2 separate regions of the Mus musculus genome follow, and region 2 is linked to region 1. The links are chromatin contacts, called in public Hi-C maps. All regions are on one chromosome and are shown on one strand. The core of a region is the stretch at or near the end of the contact, and the rest is flanking DNA. Distances in the headings are between cores, read along the strand shown.

The links. A called contact is a pair of places that touch in the nucleus more often than the background predicts.
Region 2: a Hi-C map of muscle stem cells shows a contact between it and region 1, with 1.7 times the contacts expected there. The contact joins two enhancer-like sites. A contact is called at or near these places in 3 of 484 Hi-C or Micro-C datasets (adipose-derived mesenchymal stem cells, cortical neurons and muscle stem cells).

Annotation. Positions count from the first base shown.
Region 1 is chr16:14,822,079-14,829,212 of GRCm38.p6, forward strand. No RefSeq gene overlaps it. Among named protein-coding and RNA genes, the nearest start is that of Gm25547, 18 kb to the left of the region's middle. Within about 2 kb of position 5,168, at least 21 of the 459 cell types and tissues checked have an H3K27ac peak or open chromatin away from gene starts, as enhancers often do. A contact at or near this core is called in muscle stem cells, where this site is marked.
Region 2 is chr16:15,180,864-15,187,631 of GRCm38.p6, forward strand. No RefSeq gene overlaps it. Among named protein-coding and RNA genes, the nearest start is that of Gm41423, 70 kb to the left of the region's middle. Within about 2 kb of position 5,083, at least 17 of the 459 cell types and tissues checked have an H3K27ac peak or open chromatin away from gene starts, as enhancers often do. A contact at or near this core is called in muscle stem cells, where this site is marked.

The DNA.
Region 1 (7,134 bases), core at 3,918-6,417:
TGTTGAATGTGTGTGTCTATGTGTATATATATGCAGAAAAACATGACATGCGTATTACTAGATGAGAATAACTATTCTGCAAAGGCAGTTGTACAGCATCTAGAAAATGCCAATCTATATAGACAGTAAGAAAGTCAGTGGTTGCTAGAGGTTAAGAAAAGGAAATGATGCACAGAAATGCTGGGAAGAGTATAGAGGAATATGGAGGACAATAAAACTACTTTAAATGTGGTAATTATGTTGGGCAAATGCATTTATGGATCTATAAAATCCACAATATGTATAATACCAAGAGTGACCTCTACCACAAACAACTCTAGAGGACAAGGCTATGCCAAGTGAAATTTATGCATTGTAACAAATGTTCTACCTAAGTTCAGGATATTGGTAGCTGGGAAGGCTATGCATATTCATTTCTGGTGAAGCCTCTGTCATTGTGTACTTTCTATTACTTACTATACCTAAACACCTATTGTATAGATTGTACAATTTATAATAGAAAAGAAAAGTATTTATAACCATTGTAGAGGTTGGTCATTACAAAATAATGGATGACAAATCTAGTGAAGGCCTTTTGTTCCAAGCAACCCAGGAGGAAGTATGGGCATGTCATAGTAACAGAATGAATATGCCAGAGAAAGATGTTTTCATACTAGGGCCACTCCCTCCACAATTCATTAATTTTTTATACATGAATGGATTAGTCTATCATCTAGGGGAAAGCAGTTGTGACTTATCACTTGATAAGGGCCTCATCTGTCTTGATCCCTCACTACTTCTAAATGGGGACTAAATTTCACCATGTGTTTTGTTAATGTCATGAAAGACATGGTACCCCGTTAGAGGTGAAGTATGTCTGCACAGAAATGGGTGTAGATATCTATAAATTATTCTTACATAGTACACATATCCTTTACACATGCTACATGGTTCATACACAGCCTTTTACAATGTCAGTTACTAGGTTCCATTCAGTCACAGAAGCTATTACCCCTTCTGTGAGCTACTCATCTTAACTCAGCTGGCACTTTCTACTTCTCATAATTATGGGCCATGTCTTTGCTCATTCATATTTATTTTTCATGCATTTATAAGGTCATTATAATATGGCCTCACAGAATTGTTCATAGTCAATTTCATTCACTCCCTCTCTTCAAGTCTCTTGTCTTCCCCCACTCCTCTAAAGGGATACCAAAGGCACAGTTGTACTCAGATAAGTTGGACTCAGAAAGTAACCAAAGATAAAACAAAAGCCAAAGATGATTTGCTGGTGCTGTCCTGTGTTTTACACTGCTGGTAGGACTTTATATTAATCTTGTTTTGTTACTGTAACCTCCACACAAAAACCCTATAAAATTATTGGCTTGTTAGCCATTAATTAATTATGTATGAATTAATAGAGACTCAGATTAAGTTATTTGTCCAAGGCTACCCAGGAGGGGTGGAAAGGCGATGACTTCTGAGCTCATGTGTCTTCCCCATATTTCATCTATATTAAGGTATGCCTCTCCCCACACAATACAAAACCTTAAATATTTAAAGAACATAATATGATGCCTAGATATATCTATTTCTTGAGGAATATATTGCAGCAACCAAGCCAATTAACCTGCCTACCATTTTATATTATAGGTTTATGTTCTGAGTGTGCCATAAGAGCACTAAGATCCACTCTTGTAAGAAAATTTAAGAATTCACAATTAATTACAGTCACAACTACATACGGTACATCTTTAGAATTAACAGTGACTTCATTTAATTGAATATTTATGTCCTCTGGCCAGAATTTTGGCAACAACTACCCCATCCTATGCCATTCCTTACCTTCTGCAAGACCCTACCCTTTGCAAAACACTATGCTTGGCAAGACACCACCATACTTGCTGACAGTCTTGCCTGGCACCCTAATGCCTACTGAGAGCACGGAGCTGTAAGACCCACAACCATCAAATATAGAGAGAGGACGTAGATCAGACTCATACAGGCTCACTGAGCTTTGTGACTTCACTTGAGTTTTGATCAGTTGATTTTGTGAGCCATGTTCATATGTTGTCCTTGTTCCCTCTGATTTCTCCAGTACTTCCTCCCCCAAGCTCTACCTAATCTTTGACTATGGCACTCTGTATCTGCTCCTAAAGGTGCTGAATGAAGGAAGTTTCTCTGCTGTCTCTAATAACAATTATGTAGGTATGACACATTGTAGGTCAAAATTTTTTTTGGGGGGGTGGCTGGCTTGGTGTCTGAATCACTCCACTTGAGGCCTTGTACTACTTTGCCCCTTTGCTAGGGTCACCCTGGTAGATTCTATGGAGCTTCTGTTGTACTAGGTTCCTACCTCCATCCTGGAATCACACACACACACACACACACACACACACACACACACACACACACACACACCAATTCCAGTCCTGTCTCCCAATCTTCTCTCCCTCCCTCCCCCATAGCCACCTATTCTTCCCATGCCTAACCTTTACCAATCCACTGACAAAATCTGTTCTATTTCCCTTTCTAGGGAAGTATCACTCCTTGTTACTTATCCTCTCTGGGTCTGTTTATTGTAGCATGATTATACTTTACTGTCCACGTAAAAGTGAATACATACACTAGCAAGATTTTGCTGAAAGGACCCTGATATAGCTGTCTCTTGTGAGACTATGCCAGGCCTAGCAAACACAGAAGTGGATGCTCACAGTCAGCTATTGGATGGATCACAGGGACCCCAATGGAGGAGCTAGAGAAAGTACCCAAGGAGCTTAAGGGATCTGCAACCCTATAGGTGGAACAACAATTTGAACTAACCAGTACCCCCTGGAGCTCGTGTCTCTAGCTGCATATGTATCAGAAGATGGCCTAGCCGGCTATCAGTGAAAAGAGAGGCCCATTGGTCGTGCAAACTTTATATGCCTCAGTACAGGGGAACGCCAGGGCCAAGAAGTGGGAGTGGGTGGGAAGGGGAGTGGGATGGGGAGGGAGTGGGGGACTTTTGGGATAGCATTGGAAATGTAAATGAGGAAAATACCTAATAAAAAAATTTTAAAAAAAGTGAATACATACAATATTTGTTTTTTTGGGTCTGGTTACTGATTTTTTCTAGTTCTGTTGGGCAGTGGGTGCCGTGGAAGAAAACCCAGAGTTCTGGTGCTCTGGTGGGCGGATGTGGAAGATTGCTGCATGCTTTCCACATGGCCCCGGGTGAGTGTCTGGCTATGGGAAGCCACTGGACCCCAGCTCAGCAGGTGGTGGACAAGGGGCAGTCTAAGGTACTAGGTTCTTAATCTCCAGCATCCCAGACACCGCTGGACACCTAGGAAGACCTAAGAACAAATGGGGGCCTCAGGGGCTGCTCGGTCATCCCCAGGGCAGAAGGGAGGAGAGAGCAGGGGGAGAGGCGAGTGCTGGGTGGTTCCCACACAGGCGAGAGTCCTTGGTCAGGTCCATGGCTGGAGCACAGGAAGGCCTTCCAGCAGGAGGTTAGATCCAGCTCATTAGGGGAAAGCCTATACCATCATACAAGCACGGTACAATGAGCAGAGATAGTCTATGGTTTTAGAGCTTTATTGTAGAAAGGCAGAGGGAAAGAGAGAAGGTAGAAAGGGGAGAGAGGCCGGCCATGGCCATGTGGAGGGGGGCGAAGGGGGAGAGAGAAGGAGAGCTAGAGAGTAAGAAAGGTGAGAGTTTAAAAAGAGATCGAGGGGCCAAGAGCCTCCTTTTATAGTGTGCTGGGCTATCTTGCTGTTGCCAGGTAACTATGAGGAGGAGCATACCTGGCTATAGTCAGGTAACTGTGGGGGTGGAGTCTAGCCAGAATGCCAGGAGTTTGGGACATTGTCTGCATGATTGACAGTCATACACCTCTCCTGCAGGGGCTGTGGGGGGGCAGTAACTTCCACAGGAGCCAGGGGTCCAGGAGACATGATTGAACACCTTCTGTCCCATGTAGGTGGAAATCACCACCCATTGGGTTCCCTGGGGTTCTAGATCTTTGCTTGACTAGAGACCAGGCTGTCTGTGTGCAACCCACTGCCCCACATAGGTCTATCCATTTACCCACACATTGCATGATGTCATTTAAAAAAAAATCTGAGTAATACTCCATTTTGTAAGTACACAATATTTTAAAATCCATTCTTCAGTTGAGGGACCTGTAGGGTTTTTGCAGTTTATGGATGCTGTGAGCATAGTTGGACTATACAAATACAGTTGCTATGAACATAGGTAAGCAAGTGCCCTTATGGTAAGATGGAGCATCCTTTGGGTATATGCCCAAGAGTAGCATAGCTGGGTCTTGAGGTAGGTCAATTCCCAATATTCTGATAACCTGCTATATTGCTTTCCAAAGTGACTATACACGTTTGCACTTCCATCAGCAATGGAGAAGTCTCTTGATTTCTTTATATATTTGCATGTTAGCCCTCTGTCAGATGTAAAGTTGATCAAATCCTTTCTCATTCTGTAGGTTGCTGTTCTGTCCTATTGACAGTGTCCTTTGCCCCAAAGAAGCTTTCAATTTGATGAGGTCACATTTATTAATTGTTAATTTTAGTGGCTGCACTGTTGGTCTCCTGTGCAAGTGCATTCAGAACTATTCCCCACTTTCTCTTCTATCAGATTTAGTGTTTCTGGTTTTATGTTGAGATCTTTGATCACATAGATTTGAGTTTTATGCACCATGATAGATATGGATTTATTTTCATTCTTCTACATACCAACATCCAGTTACACCAGCACCATTAGTTTTCTTTTTATCAAAATTCAGGTGTCCATAGGTGTGTCGATTTTTTTGGGTCTTCAATTAGATTCTGTTGACCAACCTGTTTTTGTGCCAATATCATGACTTTTTTTTTTATTATTACTATTGCTCTGTAGTACAACTTGAGATTAAGGATAGAAACTCTTTTCATCTTCCAATAGCTTCTTCAATTTTCTCCTTCAAAGATTTGAAGTTTTTATCATATAGGTCTTTCACTTGCTTGGTTAGAGTGACTCCATGGTAATTTATGTAATTTCTGGCTACTGTGAAGGGTATTGAAGTGAAATTTTCTAGTTGTGTCATGTGATGCAGTCTCACGTGACGTTTTACTAAAGCAGTCTTATGTGATATTTTGCTAAGGCAAGCCATGTGAAAGGACACATGATGTTTTGAAAGAGTATGACTCAATGGACAGGCATTCCAGCTGGTCCTGGTCACTCAGGCTGACTTATGCAGATTCTGTGAAAGCCTGACTGTTTCTGCTGGGTGGTGCCAACACTGCTGATTCTTGTTTGGTAAACTGGACTGTCGGTATCTTGACACTACTGAACTGGACTGCTGGTATCCTGACAATGGAGATTAAAATCACCCCAAAGAACTACTTCTAAACAGGTCCATATTTTCTTGTCCAATTTACCATCTTTTTGCCCCTACCTTTTGATAGTGGACTAGAAGGGGGTCAAAGCTTTTGAGAACTCTTGTTAAAGTATGTTTTGAAAAATCTAAGCATAAGGGTGTTGTTTCTCTGATTTCTTTCCCAGCCCCTTTATCATTTGTACATAAGAGGGCTACTCAAGGCATCTATCTGACTGGTCCTGGTCACTCCCACTGACTCATGCAGATTCAGAGGAATATTGATATCAAGACCTTTTGAAAGTCTTGTAGAATTCTGCACTAAAACTGACGGGCCCTAGGCTTAGTTGGGTTGGGAGAATTTTAATGATATCATCTGTTTCCTTGGGGGGTTACATCTATTTTTGTTTATCTGACTTTGATTTAAGAGGAATCTTTTGAGAACATTGTCCATTTCCTTTAGATTTTCCAGTTTTGTGGGATACAGGATTTTAAGTACAATCTAATGAGTCTTTGAATTTCCTCAGTGTCTATTGCTATGTTCCGTTTTTCATTTTTGATTTTGTTATTTTGGATATTCTTTCTCTGTCTTTTAGTTAGTTTGGATGAGAGTTTTTCTATCTTCTTGATTTTCTCAAAGAACCAACTCTTTGTTTTATTGATCCTTTTTATTCTCTTCATTTCTATTTTATTAATTTCAGTCCTCAATTTATTTTCTGCTCTCTATACCTTTTAGGTGTGTTTGCTATTTTTATTTTGTTGTTGTTGTAGAGCTTTCATCTGTGCTTTTTTTTTTTTTTTTTTTTTTCTGTTTGTTTGGTTGGTTTGGTTTGGTTTTTGGACTTTTTTCAAGACAGGGTTTCTCTGTGTAGCCCTGGCTGTCCTGGAACTCACTCTGTAGACCAGGCTGGCCTCGAACTCAGAAATCCACCTGCCTCTGCCTCCGAAGTGCTGGGATTAAAGGCGTGTGCCACCACCGCCTGGCTTCAACTGTGCTCTTAAGTCTCCAATTTCTTTTTGAAGGTACTTAATGCTATGAACTTTCTTCCTAATCAAGCTTTCATTGTGTCTGCCTTTTTATGTTTCTTGGCATTTTTCTCTTGCTGCTTTTAATATTTTTTGTTCTGCTTATTTAGTATTTTAATTATTATGGGACATGAGGATTTTCTTTTCTGGTCCAATTAATTTGGTGTTTTGTAAGCTTCTTGTACCTTTACAGCTATCCCCCTTTTTTAGGTTAGGACATTTTCTTTTCTTTGATTTTGGTAAAAATATTTTCTGGGCCTTTGATCAGAATGTCTTCTCCTTCTATCCTTATTTTTCTTAGGTTTGTTTTTTTCATAGTGCCCCAGATCTATCAGGAAATTTTTTAGATTTAATATTTTCTTTGACTGAACTATCTAATTCTTCTATCTTATCTTCAATGCTTAAGATTCTCTGTTCTAGCTCTCATTACCTTTGGCTATGCTCGGATCTGTAGTTCCAGTTCACTTACGTAGATTTTCATTTCCAGGATTTACTTGATTTGTGGGTTGTTGTTTGTTGTTGTTGTTGCTTCCATTCCCATTTTTAGGTCTTGAACAGTTTTATTTGTTTTTCCTCCTTGTCTTTCTTGACATTTTAAAAGGGATTTATTGGTTTTTACCATATATTTTATTGTCTTTTCCTCAAATTTTAAAAGGTATTTATTAATGTACTCTTAAGAACCTCTCTCATCTACATAAACATCATTTTCTTGCACTTCATCTGTGTTGGGCAATTCAGGGCTTGCTGTAGTGGAATTTCTGGGCTCTGCTGGTGAAATATTG
Region 2 (6,768 bases), core at 3,833-6,332, 360 kb after region 1:
TGCTGTCTTCCCCTAAGGCTGTTTGGAGGTGCTTCTTCCAAGGCTTGGGATATCCTGTCCCCAGTTTCTGTTTGTTAGGGCACTCTCAGACCAAGTGGTCCCTCTCCTTGCAATATGTGCACTGGTCCTTTTCAATGGGTTTTCTGTCTCTCTTGGTTGGAGTTTCTCTTCTCTGCTTTCCCTATTATAGCCAAGATTCTCTGTAAATTCCTTTCCTTTCACTTTTCTTTTTCTCATCTCCCTTTTATCTTCGTTCTTTCTCTTTCTCTGCTCCTTCTCCTCCTCTGTCTCCCTGTTATGGTAGACTTTCTCAACAATTTGCACTAAATCCTTCAACAACTTATTCTGTAGTCCCTCTAGTCTCTGAAGCTTTCCCTTCATATCTCTACTAGCTTAGTCTGTAAAAGCCATAGTCACAGTAGCATTGTTCTCCTCGCCGCTGCAGTCATAGGTTGTATACTGACAGAATGTCTCCATGAGTCACTCTAGAAAGGCAGTAAGTGACTCATCTGATCCCTGTCTAACCTCCAGTACCTTGGTCAAATTTGTGGGTCACTGTGCAGCCCTCTTGAAACCTGCCAGTGGAGCCTAGTGATAGACCTTCAGGTGCCCCTTACCTTCTGCTGTATTAAAGTCCCAGTCAGGTCTAGTTAGGGGAAACCTGCTGTTGACAACAGCCTGGCCAATTGATGGTGCCCCCATATCTGAGGGGACAGTTTTCCAGATTCCTGCATTATCCACTCTTGCTCTTCAGTCGTGAAGAACACTCTCATGAGTTGTTGGATATCATCCCAGGTGGGTGATGAATAAATAAAACAGCTTCAAAGAGATTAATCAGCCCCTTGTGGCTATTGAAGGGAGAGAGTCTTCCAGCAGTACATGTCAGCTGAAGAGAAGGGACAATATTGCATAGCCTTATTCCTTTATCATCTAGACACCCATATGCCCTCAGTTGGAGATACACCGTGATACGGGGAGGTTGCTCTCAGACTTTGGGTCCCCATGGCAGAACTGGGAAGTTGGGGATCTTCTCTCCTCCTCCCTCCAGTAAAAGTGGGAGGGGGTTAAATGGCCTTGGTCCTGTATGCACTGAGGATCTTGGAACTGGTGCTGGCACTGGTGAGTTGATGAGGTCAAGGGTAGGGGTATATGGAGGAGGAGGGTCTTAGAGTAACAAGTCCACTGTTGAAGGGTCTTCAAGGATTGACTTCTTCTTAGGTCCAAATCCCTACTTCTGTGTTTCCTTTTTCCTGACAGCAAGAACAAGTGAGGTGGGTCTTGGGGAAAAAAATGCTTTTATCCATGGGTGGGATGGGGTGGGTGGTCCTCCACTAGAGTCTTCCAGGTAACTATATATGGCACTTGGTCTGAGTGCCTGAGGGATTCTGGCATAAAGACTCTCTCTTCTACTGCTTTGATCACCCGCAGGTAGATGGTCCTTACAGGTGACCACCCTACTCTGAAGGTGGGCCACTCAGAGAAGTAATTAACTTTCCCTTCTTTACTACTACTGACAAGTTTTCTCCTCCAGTGTTTAACTAGGATGTTTAACGGGGTAGATACAGTCTGTCCAATGTCCAAAAATGTTATCAGTCCAAGTACAAGAACATAGAATGAGATAACCAACACCTACAAACACAGAGAAAGACAATCAACACACAGACTATTCACCCCTGCCATGGGCACAAACAGTCCAAGTCCAAGAACACAGAGAAAGAAAATCAACACACAGTTCACCCCTCCAAGGGCTCAGAAGCCAGGTTATAGCAAGACTTGGTTCCTGCTGATATTGTGTCTCGCTGTTTCCAAAAAGAGCAGAATCCTCTCAACTACCTCAGGGGGCCTGAAGCATCATCTACACTCCCCACAGTCACGGCATTAAGACATGTCTGAAGTCCACAATTGACTGCACCAGACCGGAGGCTTTCCAGCTGACATCATGCTCAAGAGCCAAAAGTGAAAGCAAAAGACAGAACGACAAACACTGACAAACACAAGTTGGCACCTGTTGTTGAGTTCAATTTGTTCCCCTCCGATTAGTTGAGTCTGTGGTTGCTTGGGGGATCTCCTCAAATCCCTGAAGAAGCCCCCAAATGTAATACCCTGACCCTCGATCAGTGGTACTTACTTCAAGATGCCCTCCCACCCCACCCCTGAGTGAGACACCGAGACACAGATCAATGCAGAAAAGCAAGAGGTTTATTTTCCGGCATGTTGGGGTTGACCTTCAATCCCTCAAGGCAAATGACTAGAAGGCGAACCCTCACCCCCAATGACTATTAAAAGGACTTTTTATACTTTTTAGAAGCACAGGTTACATTATCAATGTTACAGTTCAAACTTATTGGGTAAGCATATTCACTTTTAAATCTATTGGCTAGCAAGCCTGGCATGCATTTGAACTCTACCTAGGACTTTCCAGAGGGTCAAGTAACTATCAGTCAGTACGTTCTGAAAACTTTTACTCAAGAATATTCCTGTGGGTGGAGAATGGAACTTGGCCTAGCCTTGACTCCAGGTAGGAAGGAGAATCTGTAAGAAGGGTATGGGACTGGAAAACCCCTTAGGGTCTCTAAACAGGAAGTGATAGGCAGACCCAAAGGAATGTCTCCAGTGACGTACTCCAAAGAGGCACACTTCCTAAAATTTCCACCATTTCTCTAATCAGTACTGCCATCTGGGATTTCTATTCCACCTTACACCAAGCAGAATGGCTAAGATCAAAACCTTAGGTAAAACACTTGTTGGGGAGGATGTGGAGAAAGAGGAACACTCCTCCATTGCTGGTGGGACTGCAAACTGGTACAACCACTCTGGAAATCAGTCTAGAGGTTCCTCAGAAAATTAGAAATAGATCTACCTGAAGACCCAGCTGTACTGATGTTGGGAATATACCCAAAAGATGCCCCACCATGCCACAGGGGCACGTGTACTATTGTGTTCATAGTGGTCTTGTTTGTGATAGCCAGAAGCTTGAAACAACCCAGATATCCCACAACAGAAGAACAGATACAGAAAATGTGGCTCATTTACACAATGGAATACTACTCAGCTATTAAGAACAGGGGCAGCTTCTTGAGAAACATTGATAGTGGAATTCTATTCTGTAGGTGAAGGCAGGATAATCCTTCATCACAGCAGACACGTGTTACATTGCTACTGGAGCCCTCTGGTAGGCCCACTGTGTAAGAAAGGCTGAGCTCAAAGTCCCAAAGAGACAAACAGCCCTAGGAGTCACTTCCTTGACATGTCACTGAGAGAAAGCAAAGTAAAAACAAAGCCACTCCTAGGCTCCTTGCTATTTGTAGGACTGGAGTCTTGTTCTTGTTCCCCACAAACTAAACTAGTGATGCCCAGTGCCTGGATAAGCACTGCACTGCAGAGTTGGCATCTTTAAAAATCCTCAATTAAAAATAAATGATCTTTTTTTGGATAGTATATTAATGTTTCACTTAGAAAAGGAAAGAATGATAAGGAAGGGGACAAGAGGAGACAGGCACCACTACCACCACAGCCACCTGAAGTGCTTTGGATTTGAATTTTCAACTTCTGGGAATACACAGAGTCTTCCTCTTCTCGGCTTTTCTTCCTCACAGGGCAGCTGGGAATGCACCAATTTCACCCATGTGTCTAATGCTTTTCATGCTTCTCAGGACGCCCTGCTGCGCTGAGCTTGCCAGACCCTGCCAAAGGGACCACAAGGAGCAAACCCTTTCAAACACACTAACAACAGGAACAAGGGATGTCAGAGAAATATGTTTATTTTTATATTATTGCTTCCTCACTCCCTTGAATGATAACATTTGAACCACTTACTATTTGACCAGAGAGGACAGAAGCCTCGAATATAATTTTGTTTTTTGCTGTTTGAACCATCATTCATTTCTCTTTCATCCATTTCTAAGTTTGAGGAATTCTAAAACAAGAACCAAGCCATTCACTTAACTTTGCATTAAGAAGTTTGAAGACACTTTCCCCCAGCCACAGTCATGTACAAGAGTAATATAAAGGGCTCTCGAGCCATCTGCACCTATACAAGTACAAGAGAAAGTCTCTACAGAGTGTGTAGGAAATCACTGTGTAAGACCCAAAAGTTAACCTGTAAGCCCCACCTGTCCAAGGACCAGGTAACTTCTTGGAATACTGGGAGATGCAGTCCTTGGAAAAGAACAAAGCCATGTGGGCAAATACAGTGGCTCAATTCATTTATCCTTAAGTAGCCCCTACAACATGTCTTGTTGCTATTCAGCTGGAAATTCCAGAGAGTGGTCCTGACCAAAGATAATGCTGGTCAGTATTTAATTAACCTTGCTTCAAATTTGGATCAAAATGATGGAGCCTGATATTCCCTTGTGAATCTCAGAATTAACAAGTTCTCAGATACCACTGAGCTATTTGGCATATGGAGTAGGCTCTGCATCAGAGCTATGAGACCAACAGAAGCCCATGGCCTGGGAGGCTGTAGAGAGCATGGCAGCCCTTAGTGTCTCTTCATTCATTCCTGTATTCATGGTAGAGCCAAGAGAGAAAAGATAAGAAAGTCAACCTGCACACAGGGTGGGGGAGAAAGCCAGATGGGACAGGGGGTATTGGGACAGCAGTTCTATCTGCTTTCTGGAGGTCCAGTTACCAACAATCAATCATATCTTAAATTTTTAAATGGAAACTTCCAAAAACAGGGCCAGCCAAAAGTTTAGTGCTTGCCTTGAAAGTTCAAAGACCTGAGCTTTGTCCCTTGAACCTACACTTTAAAATCATCTAAGATACTGGTATGCTCATATAATCCCAAAGCTTGGATTCCCTAGCCAGCCAGCCTAGCCAGGTTGGTGAATTCCAGGCTGATCCTGTATACCCAAGATGTTCTTTGGCCTCCAAACACACACACACACACACACACACACACACACACACACACACACACACACACACACACCTGTACCCACACAGTACACCTGCATAAGTGTAAGTACACTTTTATAGATAAAGGCAAAAAATTGTGTCTTTCTGAGTAGATGATGAAATCTCTTGTGGTCTAGGTCCTTCACTCATTCAGACATGATTCATCCTATTATCCAGTGTGTTCATGCTGTATAAAGTTAGCCACTCAATAAATGTCTTGGTTGTCTGGTGACTGCTGCAATATTTCAGTGTGTATACAGGAAGCTCATATTTTACTCAATTATAGTTCCAAAGCACCAGAGTATGAATGTCGGGTGCTGGACATGGGAAAACAAAGGGGTGGGAAACCCATCTCCCACCAGAGCTCGGATAGACTGCTGCGGGACCCCGTGGAAGCATGCAGGAAGGGTGCCAGGCCTCACAGGCTACACAACCCCGCTCTGGGGGGCGGGGGGGTGACCGGTTCTCACTCTCAGACGTCCCAGACCACTGTTTGTTGTGGAACAGTTGAGAACAGGCCCTCAGACAGACTCGGGCCCTGGAGCCGAAGAGGAAGGTAGCGGGAGAGCTCTAGCAGATTAGTTACCTCAGGGACAAGAGACCCTGGCTAGCTCAGGCTGCTAGTTCTGTGGGTGGCTTGGGTTGGCTGGTAATCGTGACTGGAGTGTAGGGAGGCCTCCCGGTAGGAGGTTAGATGCACAGCTTGTTAGAGGGAGACCTGCTCCATTGATCTAACATGGTGGATTTCGATGAGCAGAGACAGTCCATGGTCTGAAGGCATTTATTGTAGAAAGGCAGGGGGAGGGGGAGGGGGAGGGAGAAAGGGAGAGAGCGAGGAAGGAAGGAAGGAAGGAAGGAAGGAAGGAAGGAAGGAAGGAAGGAAGTTAGAAAGGAAGGAAGGAAGTTAGAGGACAGCCATGGCCACGTGAAGAGAGGGGAGAAAGGAAGGGGAGTAGGAGAGTGAGAGGTTAAGGAGAGAGCAAGAATTTAAGAGAGAGAGGAGGAGCCAAGCAGCCCCTTTTATGGTGGGCTGGGCTACCTTGCTGTTGCCAGGTAACTGAGGGGAGGAGCTTACCTGGCTGTAGGCAGAATACTAGGATCTTGGTACATTGTCTAAGTGACTGATAATCACAGGATTATGGAGTTGGGGAGTTGATGACACTTGTGTCTGGGAGCATAGATTAAGGTTTGGTACCTTATAGATTTTTCTACTGGGTCTCCCGAGTAAGCCTTGCTTGACCAGAATACAGATTGCTTTTCACGGTCCAACATGGATGCTGGCAATTTGATCATGGCAAAGGGAATCCATCAGAATGTCCATGAGGAGAAAAGGTGAAAGTTTATCATAAACAAACCCACAAAGGATCAAGTATTACACAGTTCCAAGCAAGGACTGATCTTGGTACATAGCCAGTGGCAACGGGCACTGATTTTTAGGCAGAGGTTGCAGAGTGTCCATCAGTGAGTGAACAACAGGCCCATATTCTCGAAGTGACATCAAAAGAAAGGACATTAGTGTGATTGTCCCTGCCATGGCTTGTCCCTCACTGAACAGTGATGATTCAGCAAGAGACATTTGGCTATAATTCTCATTGTATTAGAGTTTCACTAACATATTTCTCTGCCTGCATCAGTAGCCAACCTTCCCAAAATACCACCTTAGCAGCATCATGGAGCCACATCTTCTCCTTAATTCTCATCTCCATTTCAAACTTCTTGCTCAAGCCAAGTCAGAGGTTCCTTTGAATGACATTGTAAATTTTCTAGTTCTTCCCATCATATAGCTGCCTGAATGGTTCAGGGCTTTACCTGTTAGAACTTAATAGGCAGCCTGGGATGAAGAAAGAACACAGCTCTGACCTTGAACTA